Regions from separate parts of the Mus musculus genome. Here regions 2, 3, 4, 5, 6 and 7 are each linked to region 1. The links are chromatin contacts, called in public HiCAR-type and promoter capture Hi-C maps. All regions are on one chromosome and are shown on one strand. Each heading gives the region's core, a stretch centred on a gene start, on an enhancer-like site or on the middle of the called end of the contact. The rest is flanking DNA. Distances are from core to core; before and after follow the strand shown. Region 1 holds the start of Dhodh (dihydroorotate dehydrogenase). Region 2 has its middle 10 kb from the start of Mir140. Region 3 holds the start of Cyb5b (cytochrome b5 type B). Region 4 holds the start of Adat1 (adenosine deaminase, tRNA-specific 1). Region 5 holds the start of Terf2ip (telomeric repeat binding factor 2, interacting protein). Region 6 overlaps Cyb5b (cytochrome b5 type B). Region 7 overlaps Wwp2 (WW domain containing E3 ubiquitin protein ligase 2).

Region 1 (3,400 bases), core at 93-2,592:
GATCTTTATACATGTACCATGCCCCCGCCCCCACCCCCCCCCAGAGTTATTTACTGGCCTACACATGTCTGCCATAGCAGGCTGCTGTCTGAACTCTCTCACACACAGAACAACAAATTTAAAACAAACAAACAAACATTCAATCACTAACCCAAACTCCTAGATACGTCACTTCTAGGTATAGTCCCTAAATAATCCAAGCTGGCATATGACCGAGGTACCTGTATATCTATGTTTTTTGGAGCAATATTCACAACAGCCAGTTTATGGAAGCAGTAACAGACAAACAGATCAAGATAATGATATATATGATACATATATGGTATGGAACAACATTCAACCATTAGAAAGAATAAAATGAGGTAATTTACAGGAAAATGTATGGGACTGGAGATCATGTTACATGAAGCAAGCCAATCTCAGACTGCTAAATATGCTTTTTTTCTTGTATGCAGGATACAGACCTTAAAAGGACTTATTTTTAGAATTTATGTGTACACACACACACATCTACCTGTTGGTATGGGAAAACCAGTACAGTGCCCCAGAAGAAATGTGGTCCTGGAGTTACAGGCAGTTGTGAGCTACCTGATGTGGGTGCTGGAAACGGAACTTGGGTCCTCGCCAAGAACATCAAGTGCTAACAGCTGAGCTATCTCTCCAGCCTCCTGTAACCTGACCCAAATTATGACCTAAAGTGGGGAAGTATTATTCCAGAAAAGGAAGGGGACCAGTGGGAAGGGGGACAATAGGATACAAACATAAGGTTAAGGGCCAGAGTACGTGGGTCCAATCATCTGTAACTACCGTTCCAGAGGATTCAATGCCCTCCTCTGGCCTCTGTAAACGCTTGGCACAGAGGCACTTGAGTGCTGAGGCAGGATTGGTTTTTAGAAAAACCTGGCCTACACCATAAGATTATCTTAAAAATAAAACCATATTTACTTATCAACACCTCAGAGTTTACTTTTAAAACCAGTGGGTAAATTTTTGTGTGTTTGCATGAGTGTACTTTTTTTTTCCTTCTCCCTGTAGAGACAGGGTTTCTCCATGTTGTAGCCTAGGCTCTCCTGGAACTCATTCTGTAGACCAGGCTGGCCTCAAACTCACAGAGATATGCTTGCCTTTGCCTGCCAAGCGCTGGGATTAAAGGCCGGCGCCACCACTGCCCTGATAAAACAGAATTCTTAGGATTTCTGTTTCAGAAAGGGGGCTATGAAAGCCATACCGCAGCACCGGCATAAAGACAACCGTGCGGAACCTTCGGGCTGCATCGCCCTTTGTTTCCTTCCCAGGGACAGGGAAGCATTAGGGTAGTGCGCACTACCGGGCGCTGGGGTTGGTCTGCAGATTTCGGAAGCGTCTGCTCCCCACTCGAGACTTCCGGAAGCCTCCTCCTCACGGTTGCACCGAAGGAAGGGTGCGCGACTTCAGAGCAGCGTCCCTTAGGAGGCGCGACAGCGACAAGACAGAAAGTAGGCACGTCCCGCCACGGAGCCTGACTCCGGGCAGAGCGCACGCGTTCGGCTGTCCAATCAACGTCTAGGGGCGGGCCGGCTGGTGGGGCTTGGGAGATAGGTGGAGCCGAGCCCACATTCTCCAATGGGATGCAGGCAGAGGCGGGCTTAATGGCAGAAGGAGCATGGCGTGGAGACAGCTGAGAGTGAGTCCTGCGCGGGGAAGCTCATTCGTGGTGTGGATAACCGGCAGGGAGGGGGATGAGGCTGGGAAACTGAAAGGCTGGGACCCTTGAAGTGTGACCTGCACGTGCACAGCTAAGGGCATGCAAAAAGCAAGCGTATGTGGGCAGAGGCTAGGCTGAACCTGAGAGATACGCGGGCATTTTTTTTTTTTTTAAATTGATCCAAGTATCGGGCCTTTGTGAGGACACGATCGCCTACGCTCCAAGGAGGGATGAAATAAGACATAAGGCCACCCTTTTGGATCAAGTGTGGTCAGAATGGAAGTTCCATGTGAAGAGTTCTTAGTTGTGACCCTGGTCTGGAAAAAGGGCACAGATACTGGTGCTTGACTTGAGGAATTTCTGCAAACTCCCCGAGGAGGGAGAATGAATACTTGGTTTGTGTTGCAGGCAAATCTGATCATATCTGCTACTTCCTTGTTTAGTGGACAAATCCCATTAAAAAAAAAAAAAAAAGTGTAGGCGCGCGCGCACGTGCGTGTGTGCACACGTGAGTGCAGATACCCTCTGAGACCAGAGGGTTTTGGATCCTCTAGAGCTCCAGTTGTGAGCCGCCTGACATGGGAGCTGGAACCGAACTCAGTTCCTCTGGCAGAGCAGCACGTGCACTTAAACCAAATCTGTTAGCCAAATGTTGGCTGACGCCTCTCTTCTTTTCTCCTGTTTCATTTAAAGCAGTGTTTTCCTTTTAGTTCCAAGCAGCCGTCTATCCCTCCCCCATGCCTTGGCCCCTCTCATTGGCCTCATCCACCTAGAGATCTCTTCTCCAGCTGCTATCTCCTCTTTAGCTTGTGTCTAACCTTTGAAAGTCAGCTTTTACTCGCTTCCTCAAGATCCTTCCATGATTTATCCCTTCATGTCACTTGTCATGGCTCTATGTTTATGTGGCCATTAGTTTGTCTCTTGGGTTACACTCTCCTGAAGAACAGGTTTGCTTGCCTTTGGTGAAGGATCGAATGAGTGCATTAGCCACATAGCATCTGGCAGTGATAGTTATCGAAAAGCATAGGGAAGCACTTTTGACTGGGTTGTGGTTCTCTGCCCAACAAGACTTAAGCTATGTTTATATTGTAACCACTTTTATATTATACTCATATGACATTTTATGCTGGTAACCTTTCTAGGTATAATTTTAAAGTGTAAACAAACACCATGTTCTTACCACAGTATGAAGGAGAAATGAAAACATGCGTTTTAGTATGTAGAAGTCAGAGCACCACTCACCCCTATAGATGGTCAAATGTTTAAGCCTCTCCTTAGAAATGATTGCCACAGGTGTGCCCTGGTTTACAAGCAGAGCATCATACTCTCTGGTGAGGCTGTAGGGATGACGACTTATTCTTGGTACTGTTGTGTAAGCTGTGTTCCTCAATTACAAGGTGCCAGTGTTCCTGGAAAGTATTCATGTATATGTAAAATCCTGTGGGAGGTAGTTGGTGTTTGAGATGAACTATATATAGCTTGTCCCTTGGCTCAGATAGGAAGCTTTTGTTAAAACCTACATAAATATCAGTAGCAAAGTTTAAACATCATACAGTATACAGGGAAATTAGTGTGTTGGTTTTAAGCAAGGAAGAATACTGACAGGGCTGATTTTTCTACACCTAGTCTATTAGTATTTTTCCTTCATTAACTAAATTTTTCTCATACGGCCTCTAGGGAGCAGTACTGCCTGCCTTGAAAATCCCCTGGCAGATC
Region 2 (3,452 bases), core at 874-3,373, 2.0 Mb after region 1:
CGCCACCACGCCCAGCTTGTATGAAAAAAAAAAATATATATATATATAAAAGAATAGAAGCCGTGAAGGAACACAACCTGCTTATACTGTCCAGGACCACCTGCCCAAGGGTCATACTGCCTACGATGGGCTGGACCGTCCCACATTCGTCATTAGACAAGAAGATGCCCCACAGACTTACCCAATCTTATCTATGGAGGTGTTTTCCCTACTGTGTCTAAGCTCACGTCAAGTTGATAAAAACCAGCCTTTATCTGCCACGTCTGTAGACCTGAGCTCTACCCCTAAGTAGCACAAATGTATAGAAAGGTGTTTGAAAGACATTCCAGGGTAAGCAGCGACAGGTGGTAGGGATTTCTCAAGTCTGACAATGAGGACAATGTTATCGGGGAATGCAAAAACAAAGCATTTCCCGGTTTTTGCTGTTGCTGGTTTGTTGAGGCAGGTCTCGTGTAGCCCAGGCTAGCCTTTAAATCAGTTATGTAGCTGAAGATGCTTTTAACAGCGGAAGGAATTACAGGTGCACCCAAGCACACCTGTTCTTTTTATTGTTGACATTTTGAGACAGACACCTGCTATATGGCCCATGCAACATTGGACTATATAGGCTAGACTAACGGTAAGCCCCAGTCCTTCTGCCACAGTACCCTGAGTGCACACACATACTGTGTATGTGACAATAAAGAATGGACTTGAGGCGGGATCACAGGAGTGGGAGAGAAAGTAATGAGACAATGTGCTCATGTTTAAAGTCTAAAAAAAAAAAAACAAAAAACAAAAAACCTCAGTAACAAGAGAAAAAACAACCCAAACTAAACAAACAATAAAAACACCCTGAAATTTATATCCAGTAGACAGCAACCCCCTTCCCCCACTCTTGGCAATTACTATTTACTTTTTATCTGCAGTTCTGGCCACTTCATATAAATGGAACCTTCGTGTTTTTCTTTTTGTGGTTTGCTTGTGTCACTTGGTTGCTACAATGAAGACATTGGAATGGGAGCTGAGGATGTAGCTCCGTTGATATTGCGTGTGCTTGCCTATTATTCACAAAGCCCAGAGCTCAGCCCCCAGCCTCTGTTGTGCAAGCCCAGCACTTGGAAGCCGAGGGAGGGAAAAACAAAGGTCAAGGTCATTCTCGGCTCGCTAGCAAGTTCAAGGCCAGCCTGGGATCCCTGAGACCCTGCACGGAAGAGGGCGAGTGGAGCAGGGGAAACAGCTTAGGAGGTAAAGGCGCTTGCCACCAAGGCTGATTTTGATTTGATTGATTCTCTGAACCCACCTGCAAGTTGTCCTCTGACCTCCACACTTATGCAAGGGCATGGGTGCCCCCTCCCCCCATAAATTAGTTTAAAATGTAACAAAAATCTTATAAATCTGTTACACCTGCCAAGGCATGTGCTCCTGACGTCATCACTCTTGAGGTGAAGGCAGGAGAAGCAGCTGTTCAAAGCCAGCCTCAGCTACGGAACAAGTTTGGGGTTAACCTGGGTTAACCTGAATGAGCGCTTGTCTCAAAAATGAACAGGGCTGGGGAGGTGTCTCAGTGGGTCAGAATGCTTGAGGACCTGAGCCTGAATGTCCAGCACCCATGCAAAAAGCTTGAATGGCTGCTCAGAACTTGCCGCCCCAGCATTGAGAGGCAGAGACAGGCAGATGTGGGAGCTGGCCGGCTGGCCAACCTGCTTTGCTAAAACAGCTTCTGGCTCCATGACAGCCCATCTCAAACCAGCAACTGTGCGGAGCTGCAGCGGGAGACACTTGCTCTGTCCACAGCATGTGCACATACAGGGGCTTGCAGCCTAGTACTCACATGTACCCCCCACCCCCATGCACAGAGAGTTACAACAAAGCCGAAAGAAATCAAACCGAGGCTTCCAAAATGGCACAGCAAATTCTTGCTTCACTTTTCTGATGTAAATAACAATAAAGCCGCACAAAATAGAAGCCCAGTTTAAAGCCTAGATCTCGATGCTTTCGGTCAGAGGCTGACTGTGCAAAGCACTAAGCAAGGCTCAAACTGGGGAAACGGGAAGCATTTATAACGTGCTGCTACACAGCGTAAGTAAGGGTAATCGGAAGACAGGAAAGGGAAACCAGACACTGTAGCCCATGCCTGACGAGGTCACGAGTGTGTGTGGGGCACAGTAAAGAAACTGCTGACGTGACCTCTCCATTAAAGACGATTAGAAAGCATCTGGGAAGAAATGAAAGCAGATGGGACATGGCCAGAGTTAGGAAGCAGGAGAGAAGGCACGGGGGTGGGGTGGGGGTGGTGGTAGTGGGGTGGTGGGGAAGGTGGAGAGGAGAGGGGAAGGGAGAGAGAGTGCACACCAGAGAGCAGAGACTAGAAAATACTGAGAGCACACGTCGGGAGGGTTCTAAGTACGAAGAGTAGCTGTGGCGAGGGACAACCTTTGAGGGTGGAACACTCATTTCACAAGTCCCAGAGGTTTTCATTTCTCCACCAGAAGTCATCTGGAGGGCCTGAGACCTAACAATGGGGAGTTGCTGGTGTGGTGACAGGTCTGAATAGCTCCAGTACTGAAAGCAACTGACTGGGACCAAAATGGCTGAGGGACCAAAGAGTGTTGGGGACCTTTGGGCACAGACCATTTGTGTGTCTGAATTTGAACATTTTACATTTTTAAAACAAAAGTGTGCTTGGGTATGGGTGTATGTGTGTGTTTGTGTGTCTGCTATCCCAGTGGTTGGGACAGAGCAAGAGGATCAAGCCCCAAGCTGTGCCTCACGGCAAGAACTGTCTCAAAACCTAAGAAACCCTCCTGTGCACACCAATCTAGCTTCCAGGAGTGTCTCCTAGGGGCCCGCCTGAGGTCATAGGACAAAGCTACGCAGACACTGGCAAGCGGCTGGACCATCAGCGCGCAGCTCACCTCAGGAATGCAATGGGTCTGCTACAGAACATTCACGGTATGAATGACACGTGACAGTGAAGGAATGAAACCCATGGTGACCAACATGAGAAGTGCCACCCACATCTCATTAATGAAAGAAGTCACTCAACAGCTTGGCACCATAGAGGCAGAATGCTGTGGAGTTTGGCACTACCCTGGTCTACATAGTGAGTTCCCAGACAGCCAGGCTATATAGTGTGATCCTATCTCAAGAAAACAAAACAACAAAAACTTTACTATGAAACTTTTGTGTATCAGGTGAAAGTTCCTCATAATTTTATCAAAATATAATGTTTCCTCAGCAAGTGGGAAAAGAACCCTTTGGAAGGGCAAAGAGCTAGGTTTTGTGTACTTAGCTAGAACACAGACCTGTTTTTAAGTCCTCACGCCCCAAAATAAGACGGGGGTGGGGGAATGAGAAAGGGAGAAGGCTTTGGAACTGACAGAGGTGAACTGGTCAGTAAAACTGCAAGGCAGCCAGTCTCTGTCTCCTGGAATCAACACAGAACGTGGGAGTCATTTGATATCTAGGCA
Region 3 (3,215 bases), core at 363-2,862, 2.5 Mb after region 1:
GAACTGGAGAAATGGCTCAGTGGTTAAGAACACTGACTGTTCTTCCAAAGGTTCTGAGTTCAAATCCCAGCAACCACATGGTAGCTCACATCAGATGCTCTCTTCTGGTGCGTCTGAAAACAGCTACAGTGTACTTACACATAATAAATAAATGCATAAATCTTTAAAAAAAAAAAAAGAATCTTTAGGCTGGGCAGTGGTGGCGCCTTTAATCCCAGCACTTGGGAGGCAGAGGCAGGCAAATTTCTGAGTTTGAGGCCAGCCTGGTCTACAGAGTGAGTTCCAGGACAGCCAGGGCTACACAGAGAAACCCTGTCTTGGAAAAAAAAAAAAAAAAAGATTGACAGTCAGCAAAGGAACAAGAGAGTAACATCTTAGTGGGGTGAAATGTTCTTTTTCCTTACTGTAGTGACTACATGGTCAAATACACTTGTCAAACCCCAGCTAGAGGTGTAATATAGTTGACAGTGTTTGCCTAATAAGCATGAGCGATCTGATCCCTAGAAAGGCATATACAGGAAGATTAGAAGTTCAAGGTCTACAGAGACTATGTAATAAGCTGAAAAACGCCCTGTCACAAAGAGGAAAATTATCTGTGGCCCAACAGTCTCAAAGAGATCTTGAGTAATAAGATTTGATTTGAAGCACTAACAAAAGGGTTGAAAGCCAGGTGTTGGTGGCCCACACATTTAACCCCAGCGTTCAGAAGGCAGAGGCAGAAGGATCCCTGAGTTCGAAGCCAGCCTGCTCTACATAAAAGTTCCACGGACACACACACACACACACACACACCCCACACACTCTACTGCCTAACCAGGAACAGGGGTGGGAGGAATCTCAGCTCACTGGATAAGAGCACATGTGCACATGTTCTGTTTTCTCGGAAGATCCAGTACCCAACACCCACATCAGGAGGCTCACAACCTCCTCTTATCCAGCTCCTGGGGTTCTGACCTCTGGCACCAAACGCAGATGCAGATGCCCCCACCCCCACCCCCACCCCCCCCACATACAAAATTTAATTGTTTTTACTTTTTAAAAAAACTGCCTTCTCCTCTAGAAAATAAAAGCCCCCCAAAGCACTGCTTTCTAAGGCATACTTCCTGGAAAGGAGCAGTTCTGAACTGGGCTCGATTAGGTCGTTAAGTGTGTGCCCTTGAGAGCTCCCGGCCTCCGTGAGCCTCAGTTTCTCTTTATGGGAAACGGGTTGATGGCCTGGCGTGTGATCTAGCATCCTGCAAGTGCTCCATGCATTGAGAAACGCACGTTGTCAGTCGAGGCTGAGACTGCAGCCCCTCCGAGGGTCACGGTTCCTTCCGGGCGCCGGACAGCCACGCGTGGCCTCTCCCCACCCCCACCCCGGCAGCGCGCGGAGGCCTCCCGCCTCCCCGGCCCGCACCTCGCTGAGGAAGCGGGTGATATCGTAGACTCGCCCGTGGATCACCATCCACGTCTCTTCCGCCGAGTTTCGCTTCGCCACCTCCTCCAGCCGGTAGTAGGTGACGGAGGGCTCGGAGCCCTCGACCTTCTCGCCACTGCCGCTGGCCTCCGGGGTCGCCATGGGATCCGAAGCCCTCTCCGCCGCTATCTGGGCTTCCACCGCTAACTTCCTTGACTTGCCGGCCCGCGCTGGGTCCTCCTCGGCTTCCGTAACCGGGTAAACCTGGTCCGACGTCCGACTGGCCAATCGGCGTCGACCAGCCCCTCCAACCTTGCCAATCAGATATCGTGATTTTGGACCAGCGCCTAAACGTGGCCGGGTGACAAGTGTCACCACAGGAGAGCATTCTCTCTGCTCGGCCCATGGGCAGGCCCGGCCCTAAAAGAAAAGAGCCGGTTTCCAGCGTCTCTTTTCCCTTCCTGCCACCCTGGGTCCCCGAATGAACGGACCCGCATTTTCCCTTGATCTTCCCATCCAGAATTGCAGCCCCCGGGGTTACAAGCTTTGCTGTCCCCCAGACTGGTTCCCTTTAGGCTCCAAAAGGCTCAACAATTAAAATGGGTGTGGTGACCTCTACCTTCCTTGCCCAGAGGTTTGGGATGTGTGTTAAAGAGAGTGTGCTAAGAGAGGCGTGAGCCCAGCAATCCACTGTGTAAATCACAAGTGGCGTTGGACTCCATGGCTCTTAGGTACAAGGCCTTAGGACAGCAGTTGGGGCAAGGGTAGATGTCCTAAGTTTCTTCCACTACTGACAAAACAATCTCTAACTGAATTCTTCAGTGATCAGGGCTCATCTACACTGTTTTAGTTTCTAAATGGCCTAAAATAGGATTTACTTCAAATGACCCTTGCTAAAAGTCTAGGTAATTTGGAATTCTAAGTTAATGTGCAAGGTTGCGAGCCTTTCTCTTTAATTGCGGTGAAAACTAAGAGGCTGATCATCCTAAAATGTTTCACGGTGTTACTTCACAACCTAGCACTCATGACTCTGTAAACTATTTGCAACCTCTTTCACTAATATTTTATTGTTTGTTTGTTTGTTTAGAAATGTATCAGTATGTAAGCCTGGTTGTCCTGGAACTCAGAGGCCTCTGCCTCCCATGTGCTGGCTTAAAAGGACACCACCATGTCTACTTTCCATAACCTAAGTTCCTAATTACACAAACTATGTACTGTAGTTTGCTCTGATGGCTCTCATAAATACTGACCAAAACCAGCTGGAGAAGTAGAAGGTTTATTATGCTTGCAGGTTATAAGCCATTGTCTTAGTCAGGGTTTCTATTCTATGCACAAACATCATGACCATGAAGCAAGTTGGGGAGGAAAGGGTTTATTCAGCTTACACTTCCACATTGCTGTTCATCACCAAGGAAGTCAGGACTGGAACTCAAGCAGGTTAGGAAGCAGGAGCTGATGCAGAGGCCATGGAGGGATGTTCTTTATAGGCTTGCTTCCCCTGGCTTGCTCAGCCTGCACTTTTATAGAACCACAACTACCAGCCCAGGGATGGCACCACCCACAATGGGCCCTCTCCACTTGATCACTAATTGAGAAAATGCCTTACAGCCGGATCTCATGGAGGCATTTCCCCAACTGAAGCTCCTTTCTCTGTGATAACTCCAGCCTGCATCAAATTGACACACAAAACCAGCCAGCACAGGGGAAAGGCACCACAGTAGAGACTCAGAGCACTTGCTGAGCAAAAGTGACGACTTAACCATTCCCTCCCTCGGCAGTAAAAGCCCGGCAGGCCTTCCTATGCCTGTAATTCTAG
Region 4 (3,653 bases), core at 127-2,626, 2.4 Mb before region 1:
AGAGGACAAGAAGGAAACTGCAGCGACCACTGAAACCCCAGAGAGCACAGAGGCCAGCCCCTCTGTCTAGAAGGCACATGCAACTATGGTGTCTGCATCTCAGCAGATCTGGTCTGAGGGAGCGATTCCTGTGTGGCGCCGTCCATCTGGCCACTGCAGTCCAACCTCCACAAGAGAGAAGAACTAAAGAAGTTCTTTTTATTCCTCGTTACCAAATAAATCATTTCTCTCTTTACCCATGCAGTGTTACTTTTTCTCCCCCGGGCTGCTGGTCTGATGAGTGGTCTAATTAGAGCTCTGTCATTGTATTCTTTTTAAGATTTATTTTTATTATCAATTGTGTGTGTGTGTGTGTGTGTGTGTGTGTGCATTTAGAGTGCAGGTGCCCTGAGGCCAGAGATGTTGGGTCCCTTAGAGCCAGAGTTACAGGCACTGTAAGCTGCCCAGCACGGAGGCTGAAAAACGAAGGTCAGCCCCATGGGAGCAGGGTGTGCTCTTAACTCCTAAGCCAACTTCTCGGCCCCACCTGCAGTCAGAATCTCTAATAAATGTATATTAATGTCTGTCTATTCAGTATGAGCCATTGTGCTGAAATACTGGAAACAACCAGAGAACAAAAGTCAAGTCACTTCTTCCATAAAAATCCCTTTTATTTTCTTTAGGGCTTGAGTGCAGAGTTGAGGGAGAACCAGACCAGATCCAGTGCAGGTTCCTTTTGGCTGGAGGCAGACTTAGACTGCAGTACAGGAGACATGGCTCAGTGCTGCAAGGGATTGATGCTCTTACAGAGGACCAGGCTTCAGTACCCAGCACCCGTGTGTCAGGCAGCTTGCAACCGTGATCCAGTTCCCAATACCCTTTTCTAGCTGCCTTGGGCATTTGCATGCACATATGTGCACAAATTGACAATTGATACAGGCACACGCACATAAATCTTTTAAAATATATACATGCATATATGTCCATAAGACTGTATTTGAAGAGCCGGGCAGTGGTGGCTCATGCCTTTAATCCCAGCACTCCGGAGGCAGAGGCAGGTGGATTTCTGAGTTCGAGGCCAGCCTGGTCTACAGAGTAAGTTCCAGGACAGCCAGGGCTACACAGAGAAACCCTGTCTCGAAAAAAAAAAAAAAAAAAAAAGAAACGATTTGAAGAATAACAATGGGTTATGAGAGAAATGAGTGAGGGCCAGGTCATCCAAGCCCATGACTGAGGTGAGAAACTGTCAGAGGATCTGCTTATAGTTCTGTTCAAAATTTTGATGAGATGCGAGCTAAGTCGGTCTTTGCTGCGGAGGCGGCTTCCTCCCCTTTGCACCGTTCCCACAGACTACAAAGACCAGCGTGCTTTGCGGGCAGAGCTTGACCGGAGCGGCCCTCTAGGGCGTCACTTCCGCTGCGCAACCTGGTTAAACGAGCGTGGCGGTAGAGGGGCATCGCGTGGAGGTTGCGGCGCGTGGATAATAGGGTGTGAGGGACTCCGGATCGGCGTCTCGGGGTTAGCTCTACACAGTTGGCCGAGGGGAGGGCGGTGGGGGGAGACTGTGAGGACCTGTGTCCACTGCTCCCACGGGGAGGGGTCTCAGCCCTGCTAGGCTCTCCAGCCCTGCGGTAGGAAGGGTGGGAAAAGAAGTGTTTGTTTGTTTTTTCAACCTTTGCACTGTTATTTTTAGCCAAAGCAATACCTGTTGTGAGCTGCTTCGTATGAAGGAGCCCTGGGGTTGTAGAGATGAATTACAGCGGACCCAAAATATCGAAACGTTCGACAACTGCGTGAATGACGTGATGTAGTTTGGACCGCTTCGTCCCCTTGTTTTGTAGTTCTAATGTGTACCTCGAATTTAATGGCAGATGGCTACCTTCATAAAATAAACTTCTGTGATGCCTATCAGGAACTAACAGGATTCTGGGATTCCTTCTAGAAATACAAGACTTCTCTGCGTTAGACTTGAAAGTTACAATCTCTGTCAGCCCCTGCCAGAATAGTCATTACCATTTACTGCAAAATGTGCCTGCATTTTGCAGAAGTCTTAGAAATACCTTGCCAAAACATCGCATCAGAGCTCAGAAAAAAAACAAACTAACAAAAAAAACAATTCTGTTGTTTATTCTACAAATGCTCTGCCATCTCTAGCCATCGCGTGAGCTCATCTACGGAGCTTTTTATATAATCGACTGAAGTCGAGCTATATCCAGTGAGCGCTAACAGCCAAGAGTGAGAGAATTTCTTCTGCCAACTGTAGGCCTCTTTCAGATCTGATCTGCATAATGTTCTGTTAGGTTGTATGGAAGTGGCTTGGTGTGCCCGTTACATTGCTTCTCTTCTGCCACCAATACAAATTTCCCAGATCACCAAATGTTGTATCTTCTGAATGCTAATCACAGTATATAGACATTTGCCTTTTTAAGTATTTATAAGAGATGTTAAATACTAGCTAGGTGGCACGTGCCTTTAATCCTAGCACAAAGGAGGCAGAGGCAGGTGATCTCTGTGCGTTCCAGGGCACCCAGGTCTACAGAGCAAGTCCTAGGACAGCCAGGACTGTTACACAGAAAAGCCCTGTCTAGAAAAAAAAATGTTAAATACTATTAGTCATGTTTTAACAGATGTGAAAACTAATTACCCAGGAATCACACAGTTCATCTGTATTAAAACTGAGATTGAAACCTAGAAAGTATAACTCCATGCCCACACCCTTAAACACAGCTGCTGTGAGAGCTTTCAGTGAGAGACTTTGGAAATTTGCTGGAGTGAGGTAGATTAGAAACGGAGGAAAAGAACATTTGTCTCAAAAGAAACCTTGTAAGGTGCTAACATGCCCAAAGCAAGCTGAAATCTGAGAGGACAGTGTAAAACATAGAATGGCCACATTCATTAACTTATCATTTGTGTTGATCTTGAAGAAATAGCTTGTCTTCTGGGCTTCACTCTTTTTTTGTTGTTTTTTGTTTTGTTTTGTTTGTTGAGACAGGGTTTCTCTGTGTAGCCCTGGCTGTCCTGGAACTCACTTTGTAGACCAGGCTGGCCTCGAACTCAGAAATCCACCTGCCTCTGCCTCCCCAGTGCTGGGATTAAAGGCGTGCACCACCACGCCCGGCCCCTGGGCTTCACTCTTCATTAAAGATGGGAAGGGAGGGAGGTTAATAAGAAAAAAAAAAAAAAAAAACAACCTTAGTCTGAGCACCGTGGGGCTTCACTAGAGATGGCTGGAGTGTTGGAGTGAGGTTCTATCTTACTACGCTGTTTCTCCTTTCTGTTCTGATAGATTTGGCTTTCTATAGTGGCCTCAGCTCCAGCTCCACCTATGTGGACCGCGGATGAGATCGCTCAGCTGTGCTATGCACACTATAACGTCAGACTGCCCAAGCAGGGGAAGCCTGAGCCAAATCGTGAGTGGACCTTGCTGGCAGCTGTGGTGAAGATTCAGGCTTCAGCTAACCAAGCTTGTGACATCCCTGAGAAGGAAGTGCAAGGTGAGAGCCCCTTTCTTTCTCCCTGTCAGCAACCATTGCAACTTACTGGGTTATGGGAACTATGTTAGGTGTTTTCCCCATTTTGCCCACCAGGTGGCGCAGTACTTCTGGTGGCGACAAACCACCCCAAGGGAACTGCAGTCCCGTTGACTCCATCTGTGAGAATCCTCCAGAGAACGG
Region 5 (3,356 bases), core at 1-2,500, 2.4 Mb before region 1:
ATCTTTGAAATTTCTGAAAACAGAAACAGGTTACCCTGTTACCTCCTGGGTATGGTGGGTAGGAAGGGTAGAAGATTTCCATATATACTGTACTGTGTTCCTTTTGAACACAGAGCCGTTTTTGTAAACTAGTTACTGTTCCGTAGTCTCAGTCACTCCGAAGGCAGGAGAATATTTCAGGCATAGAGTTTGGGGACAGCCTGGGCGACACAGCGAAGAGACTCAAGTTCCCCGCCCTCCCAAACCCAAATCCATCAACGAACAAACATCCAGTCAACGGGAAGGAAAAGTTAAATGAAAAGACAAATTAAAACCAGAAAACAAGGGATAAGAGGAAACGGTGCACTTTCGCTTCGGACCTCAACAGAGAAGAGGGGCTGAGCTATGCCACCCACGGCGCCCAAAAAGACGCTCGCTGACAGGCAGGCAGCCCCGCCCCCCGGAGCCCCGAAGGTGCCGGCCTCACCTCCGCTATCCGCGGCCTCGGGGTCCTGCTCCGCCTTCCGTTTGAGCTTCTGGGAGGACGGGCTGACCGGGGCGTTCCCGAGCAGGTACTTGTGCTCCTGACCCCGTAGGTGCTTGAGGTAGCGGTCCTTGAGCGACTGCCAGGAGTGCTGCGTGAGCGAGCTCTTCTCCATCGCTTTCCACAAGGCATTGCCTGTGACCGAGCTGGGCGAACGGGCGTTCTCCTTCACGTAGGTCAGGATGGCCACATCTTCCGCGTCGGTGTAGGCGATGCGCCCGGTCAGGGGCTGCGGCTCCGGTTCCGTGGAGCCCTCGGTGGAAGCCCCGGGCTTCGGATCGGACGCCTGCTCCGTCAGGCCCAGCCGATAGGCCTCCAGGTCCAGCTTCTCGTTGCGATCCACGCAGTCTAGGATGTACTGCGTGGAGATGAAGTCGCCCGAAGCCTCGGCCAGCGCCTCCCCGGGCTGGGCGAGAAGCACGGCTCCGGGTTCCTGCACCCGACACACGGTGCCGCCGCCGTGCAGGATGAGCGTCGACAGCCGGCGCTTGGCCGAGCTGGGCCGCACGTAAAACGACATGGCGCTGCCGTCTTCTCTCACGAACAGAGTGGAGGAGTGAGTGGGCCCATTGGGGTCTTTACCCAGATCCATCGCCTCCGCCATACCTGTCGCCCCGCTGTACAAGTAAAGCGCAGAAACGACACCACTAAGACGGACTCTCCGCCGGAGGAGCCCAGCACTGCGCCTGCGCAGCGAGAGTCCGGCCGAGGGCCCGCCCTCTTTCCCGGAAGAGGCAGGACTTAGAGCCACGACCTGGAAGTTCTAGTTCTACGCTAGTCATAATTTTTTTTTTTCTGGGTCGGGCCAGTGGGGAAGATGGCCACGCTGCAGGAGAGTGAAGTCAAAGTGGATGGCGAGCAGAAACTAAGCAAGAAGTAAGTGTCGTTGAAGATCTCTAAGTGTCTCTTGTTGCAGTGTTCCGATGGGAAGTGCCTGGAGTTTTCCCGCCAAGGCGACTGTGCCTGGGGTCCCTCTTGTCTTTTCCGGTGGGTGAGCACATGCTGGGACAGAGATGCAGTGCCGTAGAACCTACAGCCTCCAGGATGCCCCAGGAGGATCAACTGCGTGGCTGATGGGTTCCCTGGTCCTAGCCGTAGGGACGAGCATACCTAGGGAAAGCCAGCACAGAAACCGGGAATGGTAGCAAAGAAAAGTGAAACTAACTTTTCCCTACCTTCTAAGAAATGCTCTTTTAATTGAACCACTCCCCCAACGGATAGACTGGAAAATGGTTAAATATCTTTGTTCTTAAAAGAAGAACCTTTACATTATCCTTGGCCTATCCAAGGTTATTCTGCACCTTGGGTGTTAAAAGGGGGTACGTTCTGAAACAATAGTGTACCTACCCATATGTGTCACTCAAAGGATCTGTGACACGGGAGCAAGTGGCCTTATTTAGCGGGATACACCAGGCTCCCTTTGCACTGCTGGGGGTATCTTTGTAAAACACTCCAAATCCCAGAATTGAGTAGGCAGATAAGATTACCCTCCCTTTAACTGGTTGCTTTTAGGACTACACTCTAGTCCACTTGACCCACAGAACACTAGCAATGACTTGAATGTCTTCTTAGTGCCTGGAACTACATAGTACCCTCCAAAGCTGTAGGAAATAACTAGTTTAAGCTGTCACATACCATGGCTGCTTTCGTTAGTACCCTAGCAATAAATAAATCCCCTTATTGATCCCCGAGGGAAATACCAGAAACCTTCTAGATAATAACTGGGTTTCCTTTTTATGGCTGTGTTTCTGCTTTGTGTGGTTTAGAAGGATTTTAAAGAAAATGTTTAAATTTATGGGTTGCAGGCTCCCTGGTTGGTTGTCCTTTGTGTGAGCAGTTTAGTGGATTCCTTAGCGGAGGATGGGTGAGTTTATTAAATCAGTAGTTGGAATTTTGAGTCACAAGCGAAAGAAAGTACCTCAGTTTTCAGGTAATTTAAGGAAGCCTTACTGCTGCTTTCAAGTCACTTTTCTTTCTTTCTTTTCTTTTTTTTTTTGGTTTTTCGAGACAGGATTTCTCTGTGTAGCCCTGGCGCCCTGGCTGTCCTGGAACTCACTTTGTAGACCAGGCTGGCCTCGAGCTCAGAAATCTGCCTGCCTCTGCCTCCCTAGTGCTGGGATCAAAGGTGTGCACCACCACACCCAGCCCTCAAGTTACTTTTCTTAAATATACCTTTGACTTTAATTTACCCGTTAAACACCACGCTGGCACTATACAAACTTTGTCTAATCTCAGTAGTAATCTTGCAAGAGAAATGTTCATGCCCACATTTCCAAGTCAGAAACTACGGCCCTGGGTTTATGAGAAAATGGGAGTTCCCAGCGGTTGTGGGTGTGGCTTAATGGCTGCTTCCATGCACAAGGCTCTTGATTTCCGGGGTACTGCTAATGAAAATATATGTTCCTCGTGTGCTTCCTAGCATTGCTCTGAAGCACTGGGACAGATATCTGAAGGGAAGTCTATACCAAATCTGTGATCCTCGGTTGCCTAATGAAATCAGGTAGTTTTGTTTGTTTTTTGTTTTTATAAGACAGGGTTTCCCTGTGTAGAACTCACAGGCTGCCCTAGACCAGGCTAGCCTCAAACTAAGAGATCTAGATCTACTTGCCTCCAAAGTGTTTGTACCACCACAAGCTGGCTTTTTTTTTTTTTTTTTTTTTTTTCGAGACAGGGTTTCTCTGTATATCCCTGGCTGTCCTGGAACTCACTTTGTAGACCAGGCTAGCCTCGAACTCAGAAATCCGCCTGCCTCTGCCTCTGTGCTGGGATTAAAGGCGTGCGCCACCACGCCCGGCGAGCTGGCTTTAAAATGAACCAGTTTTTACGTTCCCAG
Region 6 (3,241 bases), core at 686-3,185, 2.4 Mb after region 1:
TTATGCTTAATTCCCAAAGACCATAGCTGTCTGGAAAATCACATTACCAGAGAGAAGTCTTGATCAGCGGCAGTTACTATTGACCATTGCAAACTCCAGGAAGTTAGGTAGTTAAGACAGGTACAGCAAAGAACTGTTTTTTATTTTTCTGAAGCAGGTTCTCATGTAGACCATGGTATAGCTAAGGTGGTCTTCAAGTACTGACTCTCTTACCCCACCTACCAAGTCTCTTTTTATTATTTTTTTATTTTTGAAGACAACAGTCTGACCATATGGCATCAGCATATCCCAAAGAGTAGAATTATTTTTAATTCTAATTAGTTATTACCGACTAAAGCAGGTGTCATGGCACACCTTCTACCTCAGCACTTGGGAGGCAGAGGCTGGCTGATCTTAGTTCTAAGCCAGCCAAAGCTACAGAGAAAAATAAACTTGTCAGATCGACAAATTAAAAATCTTCAAAAATTTTATATTGTACTATGTGCTGCCATCAACTGGGATATTATCAGTCTACTGTGAAACAATGGTGACCATTACCACTTATTAGCTGGAACATGAAAAGCTGTTTCTAAAAGAAGAGGGAAATGAAGACTGGGCACGGTGGCCTATGCCTATAACCCAGAGCTCCAGAAGGGAAGGCAGGAGGGCTGAAGTTCGAGGTCATCCTCAGCAGACACAGCAGACCCAGGTCTGGAACACTGACTTTCTCTGGGAAGAAGGCAGAGGCTGCCTGAGGGGGAGAAGTGGTGCAGAGAAGGGAAGGGAAGGAGAAGATGAGAACTCTATCCCACAAAAATGAAGGCTGTGCTTCAGAAATCATATTTTTACAGATTCAGAAACCCTGAACCACAGAAAGGAAACTAATTAATAAATGAGCTTCCCTCCCATTCGGGAAGGAAAGCCATCTCTGCATCCTAGGATAGGAAGTGTCTGCCTCATCCTCTGTGAGAAGCCGGATCACTTCTCAGCCTTTTGCTAACATCAAGCACGGAGATAAAGCTGAGGGATCAAGACTTTCTTCCTGGAAAAGAAATCAGTTTGGAATATAATTCTATGAAGACCTGGTAGGTAGCCTTGAAATTTTTCCAAAAGGCTGCCTTTGCCTAATGTGCCTGGAGGGTAAGAGACGACCTGCTGGAAACAAACAACAGCCAGAAGGATCCTAATGGAGACGGGTCCCTGGGGAACAAGTAACTGGAGAAAAACAGGCTTGAAAGCACAGCTCTCCGTCCCTCCCTAACCTGGATGGGGCTATACTACATTTCCACATCTAAGTCACCATGCTACTTGGTGCTCCGAGGAGGCTTTTCTATACTTCTTGCAGGGGGGGAAAATCCAGGGCCAATCATTTTATTTCAGCTGATCAGTCTCTAATTGCTTGGCTTACAGAAGGCAGCAATGCTTGCACAGGAGCAAATTCAGTGTCCCCGGGTTTTATCTGCAGTGGCAGGCAGACAGGCACGTCGGTCAGCACAGGGTGTGCTGCCTGCCTTCCTTCCTATCACCTGTGCTCTTTAAAGTGCAAACCCAGGAGGCTGAACAAGTGGCTCACTGGTTAAGAGCACTGGCTACTCTTCCAGAGGACCAGGGTTCCTTTCTCTGCACCTTCATGGCAGCCCTCAACTGTCTGTAGCTCCCGTTCACACCAATGTACAGAAAATAAAATTAAATAAATTATCTAAAAAAAAAAACAAACAAACTGCAAAGCTAGCTCGACTCCAGAGATTCTAAACAGAATTAGTGCAAGCCCAGGAAAAGAACACTGGTGCAAGGAACAGAATTTCTGAAACACTGCAGTGGATTCCGCACAAACGTTGTGCCTCCTGTATCAACAATAAGAAAACCAACAAGAAACAACTGATAGAGTTCTAGAGACCGTAACTGACCAGTGTCTTTCTCTTGCTTTAACATATGAGTGCGTTCATGATCGCCTTGGGAAACTGGTGAGGGCCACTAGGTTCAAGGTCGCCTGTGAAAGCTTGGACTCAGGGTGGCGTTCTCTAGAAATGTTCAATTAAGATCATATTAGCTCAAATTTTACCTTAATGTCACAAGAGGATTCAAGACTGAGTGAGGTAAGAGGAGGGAGAGGGAAAACCAACCGTCAGTGGTCACAAACGTTTAAAGAGTCATTCCATCTCCTTAGTAACTTAACAGAGCGAGCGAGCAGTATAGAAGAGTTAATTATATACACACCCTGGATTTCAGGGCAACAGAAGGCACACGCTGCCAAGCAAGCAGCCTCTTGAATTGAAAGAATTCTTGTGCCCAGGCCAATCTGAATTGCTGTGTCAAACCCGCTCATTATTTCCTGGCTCAATGAAGAATGAGAATCTAGAAGGAAGAGGGGGAGACTATTGTGTCCAGGATGAGCTAGGAGACACCCAGACTGCTATCCCTTTACTAAAGGGCACGGAACAACCTCTAAATGACAGAAGTCAAGGGAAGCAGCCGAGAACATGGGAGGTGCCACTGCCTGCTTATAGGAAGTAGAAAAGACTTCCACGCTTTCCTCTTGGTCCGTAAGTGAGGCAAAGCACACCGGGGGTTTCCAACACCCAAGTGCTACACTTGCTGTTCTAGCTGAGCCGGTGAGAGAACTGGGAAGGTGTGGACAATCTGAGCACAGAGGAGTTTAAATTTCTGAGGAAATGAGGACAGAAAGAAAGAAAGACCTTTTTTTTCTTTTCTTTTCTTTTCTTTTTTTGGTTTTTCGAGACAGGGTTTCTCTGTGTAGCCCTGGCTGTCCTGGAACTCACTCTGTAGACCAGGCTGGCCTCGAACTCAGAAATTCGCCTGCCTCTGCCTCCCAAGTGCTAGGATTAAAGGCGTGCGCCACCACCGCCTGGCTAAGAAAGACCTTTATATTATAAAGAAGATATCTTGTAGAAAAAAAATTTATCACAGTATCCATCACATGTTTTAAGTAAAAATAAGAGGTCTTCCCAAACTGAACCCATAAACTAATTTCTTTCAAAGCCACAGTAAACACACTTTGGAGTCTCAATAAAGAAAGCTCGCAGAGCATTAATAAGGTGTTTCCTACTGGGCTGAAGAGCTGTCTCAGCCATTCAAGGCTGGGCTCACAACAGAAATGTTAAAATGATTCCTTCTGTCTAAGATTTAGCTTTTCCTTTTTTCCTGACAGGTGTAAAGTCCAAATTCCTTAAAAATAGAATTCTGGGGCTGGTGAGATGGCTCAGTGGGTAAGAGCACCCTACTGTTCTCCCGAAGGTCCGGA
Region 7 (3,241 bases), core at 526-3,025, 2.1 Mb after region 1:
ACCTACAGCCCGCTATGACAGAGGGACTTGATCAAGCGATTACAAGTATGAGAAAAGACATGCATACACATCTTACATATATCTATGCATCCATCCATCCATGTCTACAGGGATCAGAAAGGCTGATTCCTCCCTGAGGATTGTCATTAACCTGAAACTTAAGCAATTAAAAGTCAAGACGTTGAGGATGTTTTGAAAGAAACCATCATGGGGGAGGATCCTCAGTCAGGAGAGATGGTAGCTCATGGCTCAAACTAATTCATTAGGACTGGAGCTTAGAGTACAGGAGAGTGGCTTCCACGGAGGCCGATAGGTAGATGGAGCCCCATTTGTCAGAGATTTCCAGCTTACTTAAGGATTTGACAAATTATCCTGAGAGACAATAGGAAGAAATGTGGCATTTCAAGCAGGAAAGTTCATCTTAGAGTTTTACTTTAAAAGATTAATGTAGGAGCTGGAGAGATGGTTCAGCGGTTAAGAGCACTGACTGTTCTTCTGAAGGTCCTGAGTTCAAATCCCAGCAACCACATGGTGGCTCACAACCATCTGTAATGAGATCTGACTCCCTCATCTGGAGTGTCTAAAGACAGCTACAGTGTAGTCATATACATAAAATAAATAAATCTTTAAAAAAATTAATGTAAAGAAAGACAATGGTCTGGTGGTCTCCTGGGCCAATGGTAGACCATATTCAGGACAGGTTTGGATAGATCAGAGGATGTTCTGGTATAGATTGAGTTAAGATACACAGCTAGTAAGTGGGCCCAAGATAGAGAAATAAGAGCTGGCATCAAGTTCTCAAGGACACCAAGGGATTGGATCAGGTGCCCAGAGAGAGAACGTAGTGGGACCAGAACAGACGTCATAAACTATTCTGAGCACACACCATTTCTCACTTAGCTCTACATTTGCCAAGCCCAGTCCTGGACTTGCCATCTCTTAAACAGTAATGAATAATCTATCTAATGGACAAACGCAGGCCAGTGAGATAGCTCAGTAGGTAAGACACTTGCCACCAAGTACACAACCTGAGTTTGACTCTCACAACCCACAGGCTAGAAGGACAAACTCTCTAAAAGTTGTCCTCTGGCTTCTCTGTGTGTTTATATACACACACTTATACAAACTTTTTTAAAAACACATAACTAAAAACTTCTAAATAAAGAAATATGCATCATGTCAAGGCAATGGCCTGTACTTTGGACACTGGCAGAAGCTCAGTTTACATGCCTTGTTTATAAATTTTCATAAAAGATAAAGGTATTCTGTGATTTCTCCCAGTGCCCTCTTGAAGAGCATTTCAGGTTTACAAATTGGAAGGGTCAATATAGAAACTGTGTCCTTTCTGGGTTCCAATACCAAAGAGCCAACCCAAACGTCTGCTGTCCCCACTACTGTGAGCTCACCAGTGCTGGTGGCTGGCTTCAGTCAAAGGCGGCAAACTCTGAGCCCTGACGTGGTCCTCCAGATACTGAGTGAAGTACCAAGTACCCCTGGAAAACTGGGGGTTCCATACTCTTCTCTGGAACATCCTACACATAAAAGTGGGCAGCAGCACTTCCTCACCCCATCCATCCCACACTCTCATGAGCCTTGTCACATTCTAAATGCTCTAAGAAACAGACACTGTCCAAACTCCACCGCAGAAAAGTGGTTAGCCTCTGGCCAAGAGAGGAAAGGGGTGGGGCAGGCTTCCCTGGGCTGCTGAATAAAGAACATTCTCAGAGCCTGGAGTTTTCCAACTGCTAGGAGCAGGAAGTGCCCAATCCCAGAGAACAGTAAGCCTCACACGCCCAGCATAAAGACATGTCGAGCCATTAGCCCTAATTGCCTGTGACTGACACAGAAGTGAGGCCGGCCTTCCAGGCATTTGCTCTGGAAAGAAAACAAACAGCTCACTGGGGACATAGGCAGCCATTTTCTCTCCTTTTTGCCAAAATGATTCTGCTCTGTTTCTCTCAAATTATAGCACACAAATTTGAAAATAAGAACAATATAAAATCTCCCACTTAGAAAATAGAAAATAAAATCTCTACAGGGATACACAAGCATTTGGTTAATAATCTTCTTTCAAAATCAAACACATTATCCCCAAATAATAATAATAATAAAAATAAATGGCCTTTTCAAAGCTCCCTCTCACCACTCCAGTTTTCTTCAGGTTTGAGATAATAAGAACTATCTGCAATGGTTTTCACTTGATCAGCACATTATCAGGAGAAAGGAGTTTCATGAATGTTTAGTATAAACAGCAAAAATCACACACACTTTCTGATAGAGGATTTTTAACAACTGAGAGTTCAGAAATGAAGCAGGTGACATCTTTCCAATGTCTGTACAAATTATCCACTGAAGGAATCCACAGCGTCCTCAAGCCTGCCTCAACAGGTCACTAGTGCTGAGCAGGACAGACACGGGCTCCTTTGAAACTTTCCTTTCTGTCTGTGTGTCTGTGTGGGATGGTTCAGCCCTTTCCTCCACGCAGGGACTGGGACTGCGCAGGCACTTAGACTGGATAGTAAGTACCTTCACCTGCTGAGCTGTGCACCAAAAACTTTTTTTTTTTTTAACAACAGCATTTTTTGGGGTAGGGGATGAGCCACTGGGCAAGTGTGAAGGCTAGAGGACAAGCTGCAGGGGTCAGCTCTCTCTCTCCACTCAGGGGGTGAGGCTTGGTGACAGGCACCTTATACTAAGCCATCTTGCCAGCATGGGACATTGGTTTATTTGGTACCATACTGATGACCAGGGTGGACAGTGGGACCAGCCCTGACCACAGTCTTAACTGAAATAAGACCATTTCCCAGGTCAGAAGCAGTCTCCCGCCTTGTGTCTCCTTGAAAACTACTTCAAAGCAATCCTCGCATGTCTCTCCGCATGTTTCACACACACCGTTTACTGGAGTCCCTCCACTGGGATGCTCGCTATCAGCACATAATCAACATGTAAACCATACAGCCAGGCCACAAGGGTGAGGTGCAGGAATGGATTCAACTGCTGGTGTGGTGTGGTTTATCCTGTGTGTGTGTGTGTGTGGGGGGGGGGGGGGAACAGGACCCATGTTCTTTTAATTTTTTTTCTACATTTGTTTATACGGTGTGTGTGTGTGGTTGTCAAAGGACATAAACACTCTGGCTTGGTAGCAAGTGCCTTTATCCACTGAACCATGTGGTCAGTTCCCAGAATCCATGGTCCTAATCTCCACTCACTACATAGTCAAAAATGAGCTTTCCTTTGTCTT

Evidence for each region. Promoter capture Hi-C pulls out the DNA fragments that hold promoters and counts their contacts. HiCAR-type assays count read pairs that join an accessible place to other places. Capture Hi-C pulls out chosen DNA fragments and counts their contacts.
Region 2: a promoter capture Hi-C map of maxillary cranial neural crest shows a contact between it and region 1. The contact joins the enhancer-like site here to the promoter of Dhodh in region 1. A contact is called at or near these places in 8 of 39 promoter capture datasets (3T3-L1-derived adipocytes, the C10 cell line, cranial neural crest and 5 more), 1 of 15 datasets of contacts at CTCF or cohesin (large pre-B cells), 1 of 484 Hi-C or Micro-C datasets (B cells) and 2 of 115 datasets of contacts at active chromatin or transcription factors (acute myeloid leukemia and embryonic forebrain).
Region 3: a contact with region 1 is called in a promoter capture Hi-C map of the HPC-7 cell line. The contact joins the promoter of Cyb5b here to the promoter of Dhodh in region 1. A contact is called at or near these places in 7 of 39 promoter capture datasets (the HPC-7 cell line, cranial neural crest, hippocampal neurons and 4 more) and 3 of 115 datasets of contacts at active chromatin or transcription factors (astrocytes, embryonic forebrain and large pre-B cells).
Region 4: a contact with region 1 is called in a promoter capture Hi-C map of adipose tissue, with 2.7 times the contacts expected there. The contact joins the promoter of Adat1 here to the promoter of Dhodh in region 1. A contact is called at or near these places in 4 of 39 promoter capture datasets (the C10 cell line, liver and pre-B cells) and 1 of 9 other capture datasets (adipose tissue).
Region 5: a promoter capture Hi-C map of liver shows a contact between it and region 1, with 2.7 times the contacts expected there. The contact joins the promoter of Terf2ip here to the promoter of Dhodh in region 1. A contact is called at or near these places in 2 of 39 promoter capture datasets (liver and pre-B cells) and 1 of 9 other capture datasets (liver).
Region 6: a contact with region 1 is called in a HiCAR-type map of astrocytes, with 6 times the contacts expected there. The contact joins the enhancer-like site here to the promoter of Dhodh in region 1. A contact is called at or near these places in 4 of 39 promoter capture datasets (hippocampal neurons, maxillary cranial neural crest, pre-B cells and 1 more) and 1 of 115 datasets of contacts at active chromatin or transcription factors (astrocytes).
Region 7: a promoter capture Hi-C map of embryonic stem cells shows a contact between it and region 1, with 4 times the contacts expected there. The contact joins the enhancer-like site here to the promoter of Dhodh in region 1. A contact is called at or near these places in 9 of 39 promoter capture datasets (the 3T3-L1 cell line, the C10 cell line, cranial neural crest and 6 more) and 2 of 115 datasets of contacts at active chromatin or transcription factors (astrocytes and large pre-B cells).

The regions. Positions count from the first base shown.
Region 1 is chr8:109,606,615-109,610,014 of GRCm38.p6, reverse strand. It overlaps Dhodh (dihydroorotate dehydrogenase), which reads left to right and starts at 1,342. Exons shown (of 9, transcript NM_020046.3): 1 at 1,342-1,663. The coding sequence starts at 1,643.
Region 2 is chr8:107,560,007-107,563,458 of GRCm38.p6, reverse strand. No RefSeq gene overlaps it. Among named protein-coding and RNA genes, the nearest start is that of Mir140, 10 kb to the right of the region's middle. Within about 2 kb of position 2,123, at least 126 of the 459 cell types and tissues checked have an H3K27ac peak or open chromatin away from gene starts, as enhancers often do. A contact at or near this core is called in acute myeloid leukemia and pre-B cells, where this site is marked.
Region 3 is chr8:107,149,058-107,152,272 of GRCm38.p6, reverse strand. It overlaps Cyb5b (cytochrome b5 type B), which reads right to left and starts at 1,612. Exons shown (of 5, transcript NM_025558.5): 1 at 1,400-1,612. The coding sequence starts at 1,561.
Region 4 is chr8:111,990,025-111,993,677 of GRCm38.p6, reverse strand. It overlaps Adat1 (adenosine deaminase, tRNA-specific 1), which reads left to right and starts at 1,376. Exons shown (of 10, transcript NM_013925.5): 1 at 1,376-1,497; 2 at 3,266-3,473. The coding sequence starts at 3,305. Kars (lysyl-tRNA synthetase) reads left to right here. Exons shown (of 14, transcript NM_053092.3): 14 at 1-239. The coding sequence ends at 70.
Region 5 is chr8:112,009,253-112,012,608 of GRCm38.p6, reverse strand. Terf2ip (telomeric repeat binding factor 2, interacting protein) reads right to left here and starts at 1,250. Exons shown (of 3, transcript NM_020584.2): 1 at 467-1,250. The coding sequence starts at 1,127. It overlaps Kars (lysyl-tRNA synthetase), which reads left to right and starts at 1,255. Exons shown (of 14, transcript NM_053092.3): 1 at 1,255-1,399. The coding sequence starts at 1,341.
Region 6 is chr8:107,171,390-107,174,630 of GRCm38.p6, reverse strand. All of the region lies in intron 3 of Cyb5b (cytochrome b5 type B), which reads right to left. Among named protein-coding and RNA genes, the nearest start is that of Cyb5b, 22 kb to the right of the region's middle. Within about 2 kb of position 1,935, at least 21 of the 459 cell types and tissues checked have an H3K27ac peak or open chromatin away from gene starts, as enhancers often do. A contact at or near this core is called in astrocytes, where this site is marked.
Region 7 is chr8:107,518,550-107,521,790 of GRCm38.p6, reverse strand. The region is part of intron 8 of Wwp2 (WW domain containing E3 ubiquitin protein ligase 2); the gene reads right to left. Among named protein-coding and RNA genes, the nearest start is that of Gm51547, 14 kb to the right of the region's middle. Within about 2 kb of position 1,775, at least 106 of the 459 cell types and tissues checked have an H3K27ac peak or open chromatin away from gene starts, as enhancers often do. A contact at or near this core is called in embryonic stem cells and second pharyngeal arch cranial neural crest, where this site is marked.